2 separate regions of the Pan troglodytes genome follow, and region 2 is linked to region 1. Evidence: chromatin contacts called from public HiChIP or PLAC-seq data. All regions are on one chromosome and are shown on one strand. The core of a region is the stretch at or near the end of the contact, and the rest is flanking DNA. Distances in the headings are between cores, read along the strand shown.

What was found. HiChIP or PLAC-seq counts read pairs in DNA pulled down with a chosen protein or histone mark.
Region 2: a contact with region 1 is called in an H3K4me3 HiChIP or PLAC-seq map of stem cell-derived excitatory neurons, with 2.5 times the contacts expected there. The contact joins the promoter of CLOCK here to the promoter of EXOC1 in region 1.

What each region holds. Positions count from the first base shown.
Region 1 is chr3:73,995,102-73,997,631 of NHGRI_mPanTro3-v2.0_pri, reverse strand. It overlaps EXOC1 (exocyst complex component 1), which reads left to right and starts at 1,262. Exons shown (of 18, transcript XM_526621.9): 1 at 1,262-1,535.
Region 2 is chr3:74,306,830-74,309,359 of NHGRI_mPanTro3-v2.0_pri, reverse strand. CLOCK (clock circadian regulator) reads right to left here and starts at 1,262. Exons shown (of 23, transcript XM_001144028.7): 1 at 1,069-1,262.

The DNA of each region.
Region 1 (2,530 bases), core at 13-2,512:
CAGTAACACATTCTTATACTGCATCTCCCTCTTTTTTGTTTTGTCTTCTTCCTCTTCCCTCATTTTGCTCCCTGGGATCAAATTTCCAAATAAACTGTTGCATATAAGTGTCACTTTGCAGGGAATCCAAGAGGAGAGAGGATAATTTAATTTTTGGACACACACGTTTGAGGTGTCTATAAGACATCCAAGTGGAAATGTCAGGCGATGGGCAGTATATACACAAATCTTGAGGTTCAAGAAAGAGATCTAGGCTCCTGAAATGCAATTCATTTCCCAACTTTGAGGAGGGCTATAAACATACAGGTAAATAAAAGAAAGATAATAGGACCAAAAAACACATGCAGTTGTCATAGAGTGTCCACAGTAAGCATTCCGGTGCCAAGCAGGAAAGGGTCTTTGTAAAGATATAACCAGATCCTGCTCTTAAAAGGGAAGTTATTTGATGAAAGTGAAAAGTATTCTAACTACTGTTTGCTCATTTAAATTTCTAGCACACTTATCTGATCTGTACCTCTCTTTGGTCACTTATTTTGTGTCCTATTTTATACATATTTGTACCTACACCTTGTCTAGTCCTACCACACTGTGAACTCCTTTAGGTTAAGATTCATGCCTGAATCACCTCTGTACCTGGAATCAAAGTGCCTAGCATTAAAAAAAAGGTGCCAGGAATATGGAATAAATAAAACACCCACCTCGCAACCAGCAACATTGGCATCATTTATGCCTCCCAAACTTAAATATGCATAAGCATCATCTTGCTAAGATGCAGATTCTGATTCAGTAGATCTGAAGTGAGCCAGAGAGGCCGCATTTCCTAAAAAGCCCCCAGATGATACCCAAGCAGCTGATCCACGGACCACACTTTGAGTATCAAGGTCATGAGGACAATGGTTCTTGACCTTAGCTGCATATGAGAATCATCTGGGAAGATATTAAAAGTACTGATGTCTGGGTCCCACCCGCAGAGATTCTGATTTAACTCATTTAAGCTCTCCAAGGTTTAAGTAGCAAAGATCTAGAGTTAATAGAGCTTTACATATGAAAAAAGAAAACATTTAATCGAATTTCTTCTTAAATGAATTGCTGCAAATATCTGAATAAATAACTCTTAATCCCCAACTCCCAAGTCAGTTTCTGTGCCACAAAGGCCCCGCCCCTGCCCTTCCCTGACACGCCCCTCCAATGAGGCCTTGTTCCACCTGGCCACGCCCGTCGGTTGGCGCTCCGCCCCTGCCCTTCCCTGACACGCCCCTCCAATGAGGCCTTGTTCCGCCTGGCCACGCCCGTCGGTTGGCGCCCCGCCCCTCCGCGTCTATTGGTCGCTCCCTTTTTCCCCGGTCGCTTCTTCTTCCTTCTCTACGGGGTCAACTTCCGGCGCGGAGTTTGTCACATGCCCGGATATAGGAAGTGTTGGGGGAAGGGCCGCTTCCCGTTCAACGCTTTATTGAGGGGCGCATCCTAGTGGCCCCCATCCGGTCTCCGTTTTGGAAGACCTGCCTCGGCACAGCCAGGCTCAGTCCGGCCTTGCGGTAAGCCTTCGGCCGCGGCTGCCCGGTAGTCCCGGCGGCGGCGGCGGACAGACGAGCTGACAGGCACCAGGGTCTAAGGCGGCTCCTCAGTCCGGCTGCTGTCTCCACGCCTGGGGCCGGGCACCGCTCCTTCTTACCTTCCTTTCCCCGTTTGTCCCGGTAAGACGAAGTTTGGTCAGAGCATTCTCCAGCCCCTTGTCCTCGGGTCTAGGAGAATGCGGAGCTGGGAGGGCAGTCCTCACGCGCCCCATTACGGTTCCGCCCATCGGAACCAGATTTTCTTTGTGCAAAATGACCCTGATCGTAAGCTCTTTGGCGTGGACCAGGAGAGGAGAGCGTGACTGTGCCTTCCTCTTTGTCCAAATTCACATCCCGGCTCCCCAACCCCAACTCCCCCCCACCCCCCGCCAAATCTCTTAAGTGTATTTCTCTATTTCCTTGCACAGTTTTATCTTCTAGATGACAATGCTTCATGCACTGATATATCTCAGCAGCATACAGGGCCCAGTGCACACGGGCACTCACGCTGACCGGCTATTTGTCACACAGTGTAGTGGTCCAACTGAGCTGAAGGAAACAACCAGTACAGAGTAAGCAGTGGCTGGCTGCCTTTGGAACGTGGTCAGACATGGGTTCTCAGACCTGGAGAATAATTTTAGAGGACCTCTAGGGATTTATTTACTGACTTTCAGAAAAGTACCGTAAAGACTGAAGAGTTAATCACTCGACTCTTAGGATGTAAATGCCATAGAAACACCCGGCTTCAGGTCTTCATAAACATATCTGTCATGTTGACTACTGTAACCTAGAATAGTGTCTGCCACCTAATAAGCATGAGTATTTGCTGAATGAATGAAGAGTCACATACTGCTTTTCATTATGGCTAACTCCTTTATGAGGTATGCCCAATCCTGTCTTGTTTTGCCGCTTACTGTACACTCAGTTGCTTTTAGCCAGAGAAGGAGTATGTGGTAAACGTTGGTCCCTATTATTCA
Region 2 (2,530 bases), core at 13-2,512, 310 kb before region 1:
TTCAAAGAATATAAACTCTGCGGCGCTGCGTGTAGGAAATTACACTCCAGGGGCCAGAGCGCCAGAGCCAACTCCAGAAAACCCAGCTTCACTGGCGGAAAGAAATCTACAAACGCCAGCGGCGGTGACGGGGAACGGGAAGCGCGGGTGGACGGAAGAAGAGAAACCGAGCGCCTCGCCGCCAACCCTCGAACCCGCGCGCGGTCGCTGGAGTCAGACGCTAAGAGCCGCGCGCTGCCCAGGGACGGAACCCCGGAACCACGACCACTAACGGAACCAGCCCGCGGCCGGCAACCGCGGCCGTTCGGACTGCGGACTGCGGCACGCGGGCCGGGCGCCGGGAGGGCGGGGGTTCCCCGGAGGAGCTGGCCGCCCCGGCGCCCCATTAGGCGCTGCTCCAAACGTGCCCGAGTGGTGACAGGAATAAAGTGGGTCACAAGGCCTAGCGGGTCCCCAGCGAAAGCTCTCTCGGCACCCGGTCCCCGTCTTTCCCCGCCTCCCAGCTGCTGGAATCGGCCGCAGCTCCGGGCGCCCTCAAGCCGCCCGGCCCCGCCGTGCACCCCACTCCCGCCCCTGCCCCGCAGGTAACCCCAGCTGCCCCAGAGGGCCTCTCAGGCAGGGCGGGCCTCGGCCCGAAGTCCCGGGAAAAGACACACTAGAACGAGACGCCAAACTAGGGCTTCAGCTCCCGCCTTCCCCACCCTTGGCCGCCGCCCCCCGGCCCCACACACGCCGCCCCCCGCTCCCTCCCCTTCCCCGCGCCCTCACCGTGTGGCTTGCGGCGGCTCCGGCTTCTTCCCTCCCCCACCCAGGTCTCCCGCTGCGGTGACTCGGAACCACTACCCCGCCTGTGTTCAGGAGGCGCCGCGGCTCCCACCTCCAGCAGCACCTGGGGCTGTGAGTGGCGCCCCCCACCCACCCCCCCAAAAATTCGCCGCTCCTGTGGCCAGCTCCTCCTCCCCCTCCCTTCCCTTCCCCTCCTCCACCAGCCCGGGAGCGCGCATGCGCCGCCAAGGAAGCCAACCGGCACTCGGCAGGCCCTGGGCCCACCGGGCGGGCGCCTCTCACCGGGAGCGCTCGCGGCGGCGGCGGCCAGATTTCCTTCGCGCTCTCGCTCTCCGGGGTTTCCTTTTTTAAACCGGCAGCCGCAAGCCGAGTCCGTGATTGCGCCCCCTCCCGGCGCATGCGTCGTCAGCGACCCAGCGGGCTCAGACGGCCGGCGGAGGCTCTGCGCTCGCCCCTCCCCTCACTCTCCCTTCCCCAGCGCGGCTCGGTGCGCATGCGACTTGCCCCGTTAGGCAGCACGGAGCCGCGCCAGGGGATCCCGGACGCCCGAAGAGACTCCCGCGCCCCTTGGGCCGAAATCTGGCTCTGCAGGCGCACCGTTCCCTGCCCCGGCCGGGAAGGGCGCCGGTTACTAGAAAGCCGGGGAGGCGGGGCCTGGTCGGGTGGAGGGCGCGGCCGGCCGGCTGAGCGCTAGCCTTAGGTCCTGGAGGCTCTTTGGCTTTCCCCCCGTATGCCGGGGGCTAGGAGGAGGAAGAAGAGCTTCCTGCCGGATGAGGGATCCAGAGGCCAAAAAAGGAACCCGCTCTCCCTTCCAAAGCAAAACACTGCCGACGCCAGCTTAGATTTTTCGGGTGTTGGCAGGAGACTTTTTCCCCCAGTGGCATCATTCGTGTTTCCTCTCCTGGTGCTGGGAGAGAAGAGTTGCAAAGGCGCCTGGACCGCCAGTAACATCTCCCATCTCCTGAGGGAGCGCGGCTTGGGTTGCTTCTTCTTGGTGGGTGGGCCTGGGGAGACAGGGCATGCGCCCTCGGCCAGAGGAGGGAAGCGAAAGGAGGTCGGGATTTATTTGCTCATTTGGAGATTTTTCCCTTGCCCTTTTATTAAAAACCAAGTGACAGTGTAATGGAAGATGGAGAATGAAGCATCAGAAATAAACCAGGACCCTAATTTGCATGGATTTCCTCGTTGGAACAACGTGTGACTACTACTTATCTTAGGGAAATTACTTACCTTGACGCGTTAAGGCACATTTGGTCCACATGAGAAAGCACATTTCAGTGCTTCTACTGGAAAAGAGATCTTTACAGTCTTAATTCCTAGTAATTCCTATGTTTTAATGAATATCTTTTGGATTTGAAATAAAAGCCATCTTTTTCTTTCAAAAAATGCACTTTTCTGGCCATAAAATCCTCCCTTTAAAGTAACAGTCACCTCAGTAAACATTTTCAATTCTTGCTGTATGCTCTGGGCAAAAGAACATCAAACTGAAGCACTTATTCAGATCCTTGATCCTGCACCTAAGGATTTTTCTTTCAGGAGTGGGAAAACATGATTTGTTAATTTACCCCATCATATAGCAGAAGATATTTTGGTCCACATTTTTGCCTGTTCAGCATTCATTCCCTATTCTGATAATTTCTTTTGAAGAACTATCATTTATCCACTCTCAGTCCATATGGTCTGAGCAGGACACAAGGGGAAGGCATATTTGAGTTTAATCCTCGGTTGCAAACTACAGTTCCTA